Linked DNA regions of Mus musculus: region 1 is linked to region 2. A link is a contact called in public promoter capture Hi-C data. All regions are on one chromosome and are shown on one strand. The core of a region is the stretch at or near the end of the contact, and the rest is flanking DNA. Distances in the headings are between cores, read along the strand shown.

The links. Promoter capture Hi-C pulls out the DNA fragments that hold promoters and counts their contacts.
Region 1: a promoter capture Hi-C map of second pharyngeal arch cranial neural crest shows a contact between it and region 2. The contact joins the promoter of Vps13d here to the enhancer-like site in region 2. A contact is called at or near these places in 5 of 39 promoter capture datasets (cranial neural crest, embryonic stem cells, liver and 2 more) and 3 of 115 datasets of contacts at active chromatin or transcription factors (bone marrow-derived macrophages, embryonic limb bud and stem cell-derived neural progenitor cells).

Annotation. Positions count from the first base shown.
Region 1 is chr4:145,189,931-145,197,341 of GRCm38.p6, reverse strand. Vps13d (vacuolar protein sorting 13D) reads left to right here and starts at 2,337. Exons shown (of 70, transcript NM_001276465.1): 1 at 2,337-2,423; 2 at 6,676-6,846. The coding sequence starts at 6,750.
Region 2 is chr4:144,857,298-144,864,730 of GRCm38.p6, reverse strand. No RefSeq gene overlaps it. Among named protein-coding and RNA genes, the nearest start is that of Dhrs3, 32 kb to the left of the region's middle. Within about 2 kb of position 2,825, at least 3 of the 459 cell types and tissues checked have an H3K27ac peak or open chromatin away from gene starts, as enhancers often do. A contact at or near this core is called in second pharyngeal arch cranial neural crest, where this site is marked.

The DNA.
Region 1 (7,411 bases), core at 1,088-3,587, 330 kb before region 2:
AGTCTCATGTAGTCCAAGGCTGCTCTCAAACTGGCTATATAACTGAGGAGGGTCTTGACCTCCTACCTCCCCTGTCTCCATCTCTCAAGTGCTGGGTTTGCAAGTGTGTGCCATCACCTGGAGCTCAGACAATGTTTGCTGGGGAAACACTGGCATCAAGACAAAACATCTGCTTTAGAGTCAGGGTTAGGAAAGATAATGCAGGAATAGACAAACACACAGATCATTTCAAATATCGTTAAGCCCTGTGAAGAGATGGTCCTAATGGTTCACATGGCAATTCCAGCCCTTCAGAGGCGGAGTCAGAAGGGCCAGGAGTTCCAGACCAGTTTTAGCTCCATAGGGTGCTTCAGGCCAGCCTAGACAGCCAAACAAACATCAAGAATATGAATGAATGCAATATGAAGATCATTTGCATGCATGTGTGTGTGATTATATAGGATTAAAAGTAAAAAACAAGTTTGTAAAGAGAAAAGCACAACAGAATAATGGATGAGAGAATTTCATGGGGGATGGGGTAAATGTCCTATGAAGTGGGAAGTGCAGAGAAAGGAGCAGTTAGCTCCGCCCCGTGGCCATTCAGAGTGCAGCTAGTCACTTCCAATTGCTCACCCAGTACTCAAAGTCTCTGGTTTGTCCTAGGGATAACACAGTATAAAATATTCCTGGATTTCAAAAACCTTCAGTAAAACAGCACTAATATATCTTCCTAACCATCCTTCTGCCGGGTGCGATGGCACAAATCAGGCACAGATCAGGAGGCTGAGGCAGGAGGATGATCTTGAGTTTGAGGCCCACCCGAGCTATATGCAGAGACTCGATCTCAGAAATCAGCACAAACAAGGTTTGTTTGCTGTTGGTTATATGTTGTGATCAGAGTATTTTGGTTCATCAGAGTGACTAAATTACTAAGCAATTTTCCCTTTATCTCTCCCCCCACCTTATTGTCATTGGTCCTAGGGACTTAATCCAGCATCACACATGGACTCTACTACTGAGCTATACCTTCCAGGCTCATCTCTTTTTTTTGTTTGTTTGTTTGTTTGTTTGTTTGTTTGTTTTTTGTGTTTTCGAGACAGGGTTTCTCTGTATAGCCCTGGCTGTCCTGGAACTCACTTTGTAGACCAGGCTGGCCTTGAACTCAGAAATCCACCTGCCTCTGCCTCCCAAGTGCTGGGATTAAAGGCGTGTGCCACCACGCCCGACTGGCTCATCTCTTTTGATATAGCAAGTAACAAATGAGTCTATTTGGGGCTGGCATTATACTTCTGTAGGACCGCACTGATCTAGGAGAACAGCATGCTAAGCAGAGAGAATGACGGATGCAAAGGACTGGAGGCAGGAACTGAAGCATTTTGTGAGTCAAGTGAACCAGAGAAAGCCATAGAAAGGGAATAAGACCAGACAAATTTTAGTGTGGCACAGTACAGAGGGTTTTTATTTTTTACTTGTTTTATTTTTGAGACAGTCTCAAGTAGCCCAGATTGGCCCCCAATTCATTACGTATCTTGAGAATGACCTTAGACACCTCATCTTCCTTTCTCTCTCTACCTCCTGAGCCCTGGGCTCAGTGTGTATGCTTACAAGTGTGTGCCACCATGCCTGGCTTTATATAGTGGTTCCTGCCTTCAAGAAGTATTGTGTGTGTATTTTGGGGGTGGAAAAGCGAGAGGATGGGGTTTGAGACAGGATATGGATGAACCCACTATGTAGCCCAAGCTGCCTTCCAACTATTAACTTTCCTGAATGCTCAGAAGGAGGTATTTTTTTAATTAAAATTTGCATTTATTCATTTTGTGTGTATATGTGGGCAGGCACACCTGTAGGTCAGAGGACACTTTGGGTGAATCAGTTCGCTCCTTCCACCACATGGGTGCTGGGAATTGGTCATCTGGCTTGGTTGCAAGGTCCTGTTCCAGCTGAGCTATCTTGACAGCCCAGGAGATGAATTTTAATACAAGTGTAGTGGGGGGAGTGGTTTAAGCAGGGCTAAAGGCATGGTTTGAATTACAGACTTCAGTGGCAGTCAAGGGGTCATTATTGGTGGTGGGATAAAAAGGCAGATGGAAAGCAGGGCGGTTTTGGAGGCACGATAATGTTTGAACTAGGATGATTTATATTCCTACACTGTCCCGGCTCTCAGTTTACCCATTTGTAAAACGGGGCTGATTGAGCTGTTGCTCATTAAGCCCCCAGCATACTGGGAGGCACCCGCCGCCCTTACAGGAACGGCTGCGGACGCTAGGGGGCGCCCCATCGACGGCTCGGTGCTCTGCTGGCCAGGCCCAGGTACGTAGCCACTCGATTGGTCGAGTCTAGCGCTCTAGTCACCGCCATTGAGGAGTGGCGGAGAGGAAGCACCTCGCAGAACCGGGCTTGGGCGGCAGCGACAGCGACAGCGGTAGCTACAGCTACAGCGACAGGTAGGGGGGCGGCGGTCAAGGCGGAGGACCTCAAGGAAAGCGGCCACGCGATCGACCTGGCTGTGCTCCGACGGCCCGACTCGGGGTCCGCGGCAGCCGGCCTCTCCCGGAGCCCGGGCGCCCTCGCGGGGACCCCGGAGCCCGAGAGTCGCTGGCACTTCAGGCCCGGGCTCGGGGCACCGGTCTCTGCAGCCTGGAGACACCACTGGATTTTGGGTGTCACGTCTCCCGAGGCTTGATTCCAACGTGCGAGTGTCTCTTCAGCACACCCCTAGTGGGGCGGCGTCCCTTCCCTCAGTGCCTCCATCCCCTCTGGGGTCACCTCTGGGTGGGGACATTAGGTTTGTCCCCAGGGTCCCTCTCTTCCCAACTTTTCCTTCTTGTAGGGGACACTCTTCGCCTCTCTTACCCCTAGAGAGCCATCTTCTCTAGGCTTGGTGGCTCTGTCCCCTGTTGCTGCCAGGCTTGGGGTTCTGACAGCAGACCGGAGATATGGAAAGGCCAGGGAAGCTTCGCGTTCCTGCGGAGCCCCCGGCCTGACACACACTTGGAGTTGTCCCCTTGTGGCAGAGCTCCTGGAATCCCTCAGCACTCAGCCCTAGCTGCCTGGCACAGGGATTCTCCAGGTCCAAATGCCAGTGCTTCCTATTCCCCGGTCTGGCCTCTTCTCGGGTGGGGCCTGGCTCAAGGTCATGTCCGGCTGTCTGCCCAGGCTGTGGGTTGAACCCAGATCCCTCAGTGTCACCTGCCACACCAGATAGGGGAAGCCAGGTGGGGGTTATTACCGGGCAGCTGCCTAGAAGTCCTGATGAGCATATAAATACTCTGGGATTCTGGCCAGCCTGGCGGACCTCCCTGAAACCAGATTCCTTAAGGGAATCCTTGAAGTGGCCTCAAGCCTGCTCTAGATGCTTAGTAGAGCTAATGGATGCTTTCTGGCTTGGGCCTCACACGGAGCAGAAGAACATCTGTAGGGCGCTAACAGCTCATGTGTACTTTTAAATGTGTACTTTGTGTTCTTCTACATCGAGAATAAGTATGGAAGGGGCAGAGCATGGGTACAAAACGACAATAGTTTCCTGGAAAAGTAAATTTATTTTACACTTATTTTATGTGTATTGGGGGCTGGAGGAGGGCAGCTGTCAGAAGACCACCTGTGGGAGTCTGTAGTCTCTTTTTAACCATATGGGTTCTGGGGTTTAAACTCAGTCTTGGTAGCGATTTCCTTCACCTCTGAGACACCATGCTAGCCCGACAGTAGTTTCTCTTTACTGGGAAAACATCTGGAGTTGGCATTTTAGGGAGAGTTGGCTTTTAGGGCTGAAATTAATGGCAATAACAAAAATAAAGATTACTTTAGCCTTGGCTTGGTGCCCAGGACTGTTTGAGGCTCACATAATAAAACAAGGTAGTCAGCTTCACATTGTGTTTTTAATAGATTTACCTTGTTGAAATGACAATAGAGAAACGTTTATTTACACTGTGAAGCATTTTTGATTAAAAATTTTTAAAAATTGTTTTTGTGACCTTGAAAGCAAATGCCGAGGAGTCCCCCTCCCCAGATTCTTGGCTTTATATCTGGAGCATAACCTACCCCCCCCAATTCTTTTGAAAGAAATAAGACAATAAAGTGCATTTTCTGCAAAATTAATATTGTTATTGAGACAGGGTCTCAATTTGTAGCTCTGGCTGGCCTGGAACCCCTATGTAAATGAGATGATCGTCCTTCCATTCAGAGATTGCCTACCTCTTCTTCCCTTGTGCTGGAATTAAAGGTGTAGATCATCACCCTGAAGAGTTAATTGATTTTTTTTTAACTGTCCCTGATTATAATTATGTCTTGCATAGACAAGTAAATATCTGCCTTCCTTTGAGGCTGGGTCAACTTTTAGGGGAGCTTTTGTTTTGGGTCTGTCTTATGTTGTTAGCTTTTTCCTTGGGGTGAGTGTATCTCCTGGCAGTAAGATAAATCACTAGTCATGGGGCAAAGTCCTTGGAAATGATCCTGAAAATAGTCTGGTTCCAAGTGGGACACATGCCACAGGAAATCTGGAATGGCTGGTGTGGTGGCTGGTGACCAACTTGATGGCCTAGGAGCAAGATTTACAGCTTAGAGTCCTTACTGGAGTCCATTAGACCAGTGATCTGAGAACCCAGCTAAACTTTTGTTTTGAGACAGGGTATATAGCCCCTGGCTGTTCTGGAACTGCTGTGTAGACCAGGCTGCCCTTAAACTCACAGATCCACCTGCTTCTGCCTGCCAGTACTGAGATAAAGGCCTGCATCGCCATTCTTGCCTCTCACTTAAACTTTTTTTTTCTTAATCTTTCTCATGCTCACTTAGAAAATATGTTTATTTTTGTGTGTATATATGCATTCGGGTCTGGGGGCGGTGTGCCCATACCACAGCATGCAAGTGGAGGTTAGAGGACAGTTTTCTGAAGCCACTTCTCTCCTGCATGTGGGCCCTAGGGATGGAAATCAAGCTCTCAGGTTGGTAGCAGGTGCCTTTTTCCTCTGAGCTATTTGGATGCCCCTCAACCTAACTGTAAGAGTAAAAATATCTATGCAACTTTAGGCAAAACTTTTCTTAAAATTTATTTTATATTATGAGTGTTTTGCCTGTATGAATGCCTGTGGACCGCATGTGTGCCTGGTGTCTATGGAGTACAAAGAGGGCATCAAATTCTGTGAAACTGGAGCTACAGATGGTTGTGAACTACCAGGTGGTTGCTGGAAATTGATTGAACCTGGGTCTCTAGAAGAGCAGCCAGTGCTCTTAACCATTGAGCCATGACTTTAGCTCCCCAGTGGAACACTTTTAAAGATATTAGCTAAAGTATCCTTTACATACTAACAGCAGATGAAAGAAAGGAAAGCTGACTTTAATTGCCAATCAATATTCTGATAAGCTTTAGAGTGTTTATTAAGTGTGTGTTTAATAAAATAATCTATATTTTTATAATACTGCAAACACAACGTTATACTAATTGTAACAAGCAATCGTGATTTAGTACTGAATCTAAAGGCTGAACCGGTAACCAGAGCACTTGTGGTGTTTGCCTTTGCTGACCTAAAATAGTCATTAGGTCAGCATCAATGGGACTGGTGAAGATTAGTGATAAGGCTGGAGATGTACCTAAGTGAGCAGGGTGCTTGCCTAGTGTGCTTGAAGCCCTAGGTTCAGTTCCCAGCACCACATACACCATATGTGATGGTGCAGATTTGTAATCCCAGCACCTCCTAAGAAGGTGAACAGGAGAGTTAGAAGTTCAAGGATATGTCCTCAGCTATGTGGTAAGTTCAAGACCAGCCTTGGATATATTAGACTCTGGTCTAAAAGAAAAAAAAAAAAAGGTCAGTGATAAAGCATTGCCTTTCTCTTCCATTTAGGTGATTTTTATGAATGAGCCTAATGAATAAATTTGCTAATTTTAATTAGGACACCCTAATTAGAGTTGTAGAGTGTGAATTTCATTCACATAGCCTCTTGAATATTTTCTGCTTGGATTAGTCTTTGCTGATTGGGGTTGTCGTGAATATTGTAAGATGCTTATCAGCTTCTACAGACCCTCCTCACAAGATAGCCAAGCAGCATCCGAAGTAACAATTAACCAAAAACGTCTTCACAGAGCTGGAGAGATGGCAGTGGTTAAGAACACTAGTCTTGCAGAGGAATTGAGTTTGGTTCTCAGCACCCACATGGAGGCTCATAACCTTCTATAACTCAAGTTCCAGGCACCTTATGCCCTCCTCTGGCCCCCGCAGGCTCCTGCATGCGTACAGTGCACACACATATACATAGAAAAGAAAAAAAAAACTTCTTCAAATGTTGCCAGGTTGCCCCTGTGAAAAGCTCTGATGAGGCCAGTCTGGTCCCAAGTCTACCCCAAAGGAAGGATGTCAGAGAACAGCTGACTAGAAGGCTTAGCTTCAAATTGCAGGTGATTTTCAGAGTTTCCAAGTGACTGTCCCCGTAGCTGAAGATCAGTATGGGTGCCCATCTTCCCGAATCCAGCTCGAGGCAAGCAGAACTGTGAGTCAACACAGAAATACATCTAGGTACTTTTTGTTGTTGTTTTGAGGCAGGAACTTATTATTTATTCCTGGCTGGCCTGGAATTCTAGACTAGGCAGGTCTGGAACTCTGAGAAGCCCGACTGCCTCTACCTCCCAGGTGCCAGCATTATGGCGTGCCACACCACACCGAGCTGTGCTCTGTTAACTTTTTTTTTCCCCTTTTTCTTTTATAGATTCAGAGACCATGAGAGAGAGAAATAAAAGACTGATCCATGATTCTTAAGCACCTTTTTCTGAGGAAATAGTCATGTTGGAAGGTCTGGTGGCTTGGGTTCTCAATACCTATTTGGGGAAATATGTCAATAACCTGAACACTGACCAGCTGTCGGTTGCACTTCTCAAAGGTAAGCACACTCATTTCTCTTCAGTAAAATGTGGTGTTTCTGTCTTTAAAAATAAAAGTTTACACACCTTATGTATGTCTGTCTGTCTGTGTGGAAAGGTCATGCATGTGCCATGGTGCCCATGTGGAGGTCAGAGGACAACTTGTGCAAGTTGGTTCTTTTCCTCTACCATGTGGGTTGGGGAGGGTGGTGTCAGACTCAGGTTAGCAGCCTTCCTGCACCGTCCCTAATCCAGAGTCCCTCATGTGCCCGAATTTACCTGTGGGTTTGTGTGAGTTATGAAGTAGCAACAAAATAATTTTGCGATTGGGGTGGGGGTCACCACAACATGAGACTCTATTATAGGGTCATAACATTAGGATGGTTGCAAACCACTGGTTTAATGTATATAGAGAAAGAAGATAGAGCTAGGTGTGGTATACACCTTTAATCCCAGTACTTTAGAGACACAGGGGTGGATTTCTATGAGTTCCAGGTTAGCCTGGTCTACTTTGGTTTCCAGGTAAGCCTGTTCTTCATACCGAGTTCTAAGCCAGCCAGGGATACAAAGTAAGACCCTTCCTTA
Region 2 (7,433 bases), core at 1,576-4,075:
CTGTGAGGATAGCCCCAAGAAGATTTAACTGAGGGGGCAAGACTCACCTCAGTGTGGGCAGCACCATCCCGTAAATTGTGGTTTTGCGAATGTAGCTCTTTCACCTCCATCTCTCTGCTTCTTGACTGTGCCTGCAAAGCTAGCTACCTCCTGCTTCTGCTTCCACATCTCCCTAGCCGTGATTTTACAACATATCCCTTAAACAGAAGTACGGATTTTCTCTTTTATGTTACTTTTGTCTTAGCAATGAGAAAAGTAGCAAATATAGAGAGTTGGTACCAAGAAGTTGAGTTGATGCTGCGATGAATCTGCCTATGTGGTTCATAGGCTTTTGAGGCTGTTTTGTAAGAGGAATGTGGAAGAGTTTGGAACTGTGGATGAGAAAAGCTCTAGATTCATGTAAATGAAACCTAGGAGACCATTCTAGTAGGAGTTTGGAGGTGAGAATGCTAAAAGAAATATTGACTAATGTGAAAGCTAGTTCATGAGAGGTGAACATGGCTCTCCTGGGAACTGGGCTAGAGGCCATTTACATTATATCCTGGCAGAGATCTGGGTTTGGTCTACCAGTCATGAGAAAGAAAAATCACAAACACATTTATGTCTTTTTACATCACAGTTTATTGAATAATGGTACATTTACAAGGCATGATAGTTTCATCTGTCAAGAAGTTCTGATTTCATTGAAAGCCAGCCAAAGCAAACAAAAGTTCTTTTACTAGACTTAATTGTTAATATTAGCTCTCAGCTCACACACTGTGCAGTGAATACATCTATATGGGGATTACAGAATGCCCACAGAAGGCTAAAGAGACCACTACAGAGTTCAGGAAATTTCAAAAAAGTCTAACTGAGGCAGAATCAGGAATTGATAGGAACACAGAAAACTCTCCATTGAAATACGATACTACTGTTAGAGTCAAGTTGCTGGTTCACAAGTTTGAGCCTAGTGTCAGGGTATAGTTGAGCTGCAGAAGTGAATAGGAGACTATAGAGTTTGTGGGGTGAAGCAAGGATAAAACAATAGGCATATGGAAAGATAGTAGATCTAGTTGGATGGCAATTCAAGCAGGTAATGTCAATGGTAGAGACTGAGATGAAACCCTTATGCAATTGGAAGTTCTCTGCCAGTCTCTTGATGCATGCACTAGGTGACCAGGTGACAGGTCAGTGGGGCTGATGCCATTACTATCACATTTTTAGTGATCTCCTCTTTAGGAGGTCTATGTCAGAGTGTTGTAGGCACTATTTTATGTAGTGTGCTTTTTGTATTCTTGACCCTGGTTTTCTGGATATGTGAGTAATTCCACACTCTCCTATAGTCCCAGTTTACGTTGACACAAAGTGACACCCCTGTCACCTTTAGGAATAAGATATTTCTCAGCTTGTCTTTATATAGATGGTGCCAGAAAGGTGGTGTTGTTCATGTTCAGACTTTTTCTATCTTTGTTCATGTTCAATCCAGAGTCAAAAGCTGCTTGCTAAATGTGGTCTTTCTGTGTAAGGTGCATCCTGAAAAATTACTCTTTTACATAAAGTGGAGTCAAGGAGGCAGGGCACACCCTGAGCTCAACACTCCACCCCCTGATTATGAGAGGAAGAGTTCACTGGCTTTGCAAGAAGAAGAATTTTTGTCCTCTCATACACTACTTTTTTTTCCTTGCTCATATGCAATACAGAGGTTCATGATGCAAATCAAATCTAAACATAATTTCTAGAGGTAAGAACAATGGTTTCTTTGGGTGTGATCAAATTGTGTCTACCAAGTTACACTAGCCAGTTCTAGTCCATGTCAGAGGGTTCTGGTTAGACTATGAATCTGCATATAATGTGTATGTGTTTCAGGACTTTCTCCATTAGTTGGGATAATATTCATTTTGTGTGTATTCTTTCAATGTCATTCACCAATGCAGGTGAATATTCACTCTGTGTAGCATCTGCATGCTTGGTGGGAGCAAATGAATTTTTTGTATTTGCTAGTTGAATGTTGACTATTGATGTTCCCTCATAAAAGGAGAGGGTGGGAAGGGCCATGGGACCATTACCTGAGGTACCAGCAACTTCTCCTAACCATGTGCATGAAAATTTGCTGTAATTTCCTGAGATCTTGGGTATATGGAAGGGGTTAGAATACATAAGTGAAAAGACTGTGGGGAGGGGCTTCAATCTATACAGCTGTGGGGAAGCCATCATTCATTCTAGATGAAGACTTTCCAGTATGATTGCTTTGGAGTCACACATGTGCCTGTCAGTAACCCATCATTCATGTTCAATAAAGAAGCCCAATAAACTCATTGGATCTCCAGGGTGGGATATGGTGGAAGGGGACTTTGGTTTGTCCTTAGGAACTTATGAGGAGGAGGTAGATGTCCTACTCCAGGGAGGGAATTTTATCAACAGTAAGTTGCTGGGTAACAGTCTATGGTTGGGGTAATGTCTTTAAGTATATGGTAAACTGATGCTGATATAATATCCAGATGTGTATAAAGGCTCTCCTCCAACTCACTTTCAGGAATTATAATCATTGAATGCTTATGGGATTGATACGGCAGAATAAACTATCACCAGTTCCTCTTGAAGGCTAGATTTTGTGCAACGAACATCTCTTTAGATTCTAGAAGGCCTTGGTGGTCCTATTTATGCTTTTATTGCCTGTTGATCAAACTGTGGAATTCACAGTGTATGTAAGCTGTTATTGATTGCTGATTAAACTTACATGCCATTTGTGATATCTTGCCATACCCCTTCCCAGTAGTTGTGTTCTGTCACAGGGGGCTAGACATCTGTTCTGGGTTAGGTAATGGCCGAGAGTTTACAAGTTCATTTCTGCAACATTCACCTTATGGTTTCAATTATATTTTTAGTGTTCTTGGTGTTTTTGTCAATCATTCTGTTTCTATAACAGCACAAAGATTTGTTGGATCAGTGTGGATAATGAGGTTATAGCTGTGCTGCTAATTGGTTGATTGCTGGAAAGTATTTAGGCTAAATCTGAAATTGAACTAGTCCTCCATAATTTCCTGAATTTTTTTCTTTCTGTATGTTTAGTGAAGATGTGGAGAAAGTGGAACACTCCTAAATTTGCCATTACATATGTTGCAAAATTTGGAGGGTTGTTTTGGTGGTGGCTCAGGAAAATTACATCGAAGTATATAATGTGCTTTAAATACTGAACCAATAGACACTAATTTTGCTGTGACAAAATCATCCTTTTAAAATTTAATGTGGGTATGGATTGGTGCAGGTTTATATATTATGCCCCTCCATAGAAAACTGTTACAGCACTTCATATAATCTTATTAAGTCAATAGCATTATATGAAGTTATGAGTTTATAATGTTTTAGAGAAGGTAATGGGAGCCCTTTGGTCCACAGAGATTTCAGATTGGCTGTTCTCATGTGGTGTGTGGCATTCCAGCATCTCCAGTGTATTTGACAGTGTCCTGGTTATGCCCAGCTAACAGTGAAAGCTTGGAAGCTGAAGGTGACTAGGATGCTGACTCTGTGTTCTGTAAGGTTAGGCAATGTTGAATGGAGTTTTACATGAGCATAGTAGCTCATGTCCCATATACTGGTAAGATCCCATTAAAAATATTAATTTGAAAGTTTCAGGAAAAATACACAGAACTGGAAAATATGTTGAGCAAGGTCACCTAGACACAGAAAGACAAACACTGCATGCTATGTCTCATGTGTGGATCTAGCCTTTAACTTTTATATATGTGTGTTTATGAGACAGGGAATATGGATGGATGCCAGAAAATTAGAAAGGGGCCCATGAGAGGGTAAAAAGAGGCTTAAGGGAGAGGGAATTGGAAGGTAACTGTAGACATGTGATATACATGCTATGAAAGATTCTATATTTACAACACTCCTATTGGTGGAAGTGTTTAATCGTGGATGGAGGTGGAGAGATGGAAGAGAAGAGAGGTGAGGAAGAGGTTTATCTAAAAACCAAGTACATATGAAATGCCAGGAGAAGTACTGTTACTCTGAATGATGAAATAAAAAGTAAATAAAAATAATTAAAATTCAGGAGTTGACTTAGGCTGTTTTATTTTTTTCCAAAATTTTTATTAGGTATTTTCTTCATTTACATTTCAAATGTTATCCTGAAAGTCCCCCATACCCCCCACCCCCAACCCGCCCCGCTCTCCTACCCACCAACTTCCACTTCTTGGCCCTGGTGTTCTCCTGTACTAGGGCATATAAAGTTATTTTTTTGTGTTATATATCTGCCACCATAGTAGGCCTTTGTTTTTATCATAAAGCATAGTAGTATTTCTCTTAATTTTATGTATTTGGTGTCATCTTATGCATTGCATCAAATTCTCTCCTTTATTTCTGTGGTGATTTGGTTAACTATACATCCTTCATGCAAATTAGACTTGGTAGGGCACCATCTACATGATGTTTGACCTGGTGTTGAGCTACAGTGGTTCTATTTCATAGCATATGTGAATATTAGTTTATGTGAACATCACTGGAGGATTCTATATTTACAGCCTAGTTCCATTGATGACAATTTCTGTGTACTTGATGAGCTAGCTAGTTTGATGTCAACTTGACACAAGCTAGAGTGATCGGAGAGGGGAGAGCCTCAATTGACAAAATGCCTTCATAACATCAGGCTGTTTGCAAGCCTGTATGCATTTTATTAATTAGTGATTTATGAAGGATGGCACAAACCACTTTGGGTGTTGCTATTCCTAGACTGGTGGTCCTGGGTTTTATAAGAAAGCAGGCTGAACAAGCCATGGGCAGAAGCTGGGAAGCAGCATCCTACCATGGCCTTGGCATCAGCTTCTTCAGGGAAGAACCTCCAGGTTCCTGCTCTGATTGAATTCTTTAAAAAAATTTTTTTCTTTCTTTTTTTTTTTTAGTTTTTTGAGACAGGGTTTCTCTGTACAGCCCTGGAACTCACTGTGTAGACAAGGCTGGCCTCGAACTCAGAAATCCACCTGCCTCTGCTCCCAAGTGCTGGGATCAAAGGCGTGCACCACCACGCCCGGCTTTAAAAATTTTTTTTATTAGCTATTTTCCTCATTTACATTTCCAATGGTATCCCAAAAGTCCCCCATGGCCTCCCCCCACTCCCCTACCCACTCACTCCCACTTGTTGGACCTGGCGATCCCCTATACTGAGGCATATAAAGTTTGCACGACCAATGGGACTCTCTTTCCACTGATGGCTGACTAGGCCATCTTCTGATACATATGCAGCTAGAGACACGAGCTCCTGAGGGTACTGGTTAGTTCATATTGTTGTTCTACCTATAGGGTTGCAGATCCCTTGAGCTCCTTGGGTACTTTCTCTAGCTCCTCCAATGGGGGCCCTGTAATCCATCCAATAGCTAACTGTGAGTATCCACTTCTGTGTTTGCTAGGCCCCTGCATAGTCTCACAAGAGACAGTTATATCAGGGTCCTTTCAGCAAAATCTAGCTAGTGTATGCAATGGTGTCAGCTTTTGGAAGCTGATTAAGGAATGGATCCCCAGATATGGCAGTCTCTAGATGGTCTGTCCTTTCGTCTCAGTTCAAACTTTGTCTCTGTAACTCCTTCCATGGGTGTTTTGTTCCTAATTCTAAGAAGGGGCAAAGTGTCCACACTTTGGTCTTCGTTCTTCTTGAGTTTCATGTGTTTTGCAAATTGTATCTTATATCTTGGGTATTCTAAGTTTCTGGGCTAATATCCACTTATCAGTGAGTACATATCATGTGAGTTCTCTTGTGATCGGGTTACCTGACTCAGGATGATGCCTTCCAGGTCCATCCATTTGCCTAGAAATTTCATAAATTCATTCTTTTTAATAGCTGAGTAGCACTCCATTGTGTAAATGTACCACATTTTCTGTATCCATTCCTCTGTTGAGGGGCATCTGGGTTCTTTCCAGCTTCTGGCTATTATAAATAAGGCTGCTATGAACATAGTGGAGCATGTGTCCTTCTTACCAGTTGGAACATTTTCTGGATATATGCCCAGGAGAGGTATCACTGGATCCTCAGGTAGTACTATGTCCAATTTTCTGAGGAACCGCCAGACTGATTTCCAGATTCACCAACAATGGAGGAGTGTTCTTCTTTCTCCACATCCTTGCCAGCATCTGCTATCACCTGAATTTTTGATCTTAGCCATTCTGACTAGTGTGAGGTGGAATCTCAGGGTTGTTTTGATTTGCAATTCCCTGATGATTAAGGATGCTGAACCTTTTTTCAGGTGCTTCTCAGCCATTCGGTATTCCTCAGGTGAGAATTCTTCGTTTAGCTCTGAGCCTCATTTTTTAATGGGGTTATTTGATTTTTCTGGAGTCCACCTTCTTGAGTTCTTTATATATGTTGGATATTAGTCCCCTATCTGATTTAGGAGAGGTAAAGATTCTTTCCCAATCTGTTGGTGGCCTTTTTGTCTTATTGACGGTGTCTTTTGCCTTGCAGAAACTTTGGAGTTTCATTAGGTCCCATTTGTCAATTCCCAATCTTACAGCACAAGCCATTGGGTTTCTATTCAGGAATTTTTCCCCTGTGCCCATCTCTTTGAGGCTTTTCCGCACTTTTTTCTCTATAAGTTACAGTGTCTCTGGTTTTATGTGGAGTTCCTTAATCCACCTACATTTGACCTTAGTACAAGGAGATAGGAATGGATCAATTCTCATTCTTCTACATGATAACAGCCAGTTGTGCCAGCACCATTTGTTGAAAATGCTGTCTTTTTTCCACTGGATGGTATTAGCTCCCTTGTCAAAGATCAAGTGACCATAGGTGTGTGTGTTCATCTCTGGGTCTTCAATCTGTTCCATTGGTCTACTTGTCTGTTGCTATACCAGTACCATGCAGTTTTTATCACAATTGCTCTGTAGTACATCTTTAGGTCGGGCATGGTGATTCCACCTGAGGTTCTTTTATCCTTGAGAAGAGTTTTTGCTATCCTAGGTTTTTTGTTATTCCAGATGAATCTGCCGATTGCCCTTTCTAATTCGTTGAAGAATTGAGTTGGAATTTTGATGGGGATTGCATTGAATCTGTACATTGCTTTTGGCAAGATAGCCATTTACTATATTGATCCTGCTGATCCATGAGCATGGGAGATCTTTCCATCTTCTGAGATCTTTAATTTCTTTCTCCAGAGACATGAAATTCTTGTCATACAGATCTTTCACTTCCTTAGTTAGAGTCACGCCTAGGTATTTTATATTTGTGGCTATTGAGAAGGGTGTTGTTTCGCTAATTTCTTTCTCAGCCTGTTTGTCCTTTGTGTAGAGAAAGGCCATTGACTTGTTTGAGTTAATTTTATATCCAGCTACTTCACTGAAGCTGTTTATCAGGCTTAGGAGTTCTCTGGTGGAATTTTTAGGGTCACGTATATATACTATCATATCCTCTGCAAAAAGTGATATTTTGACTTCTTCCTTTCCAATTTGTATCCCCTTGATCT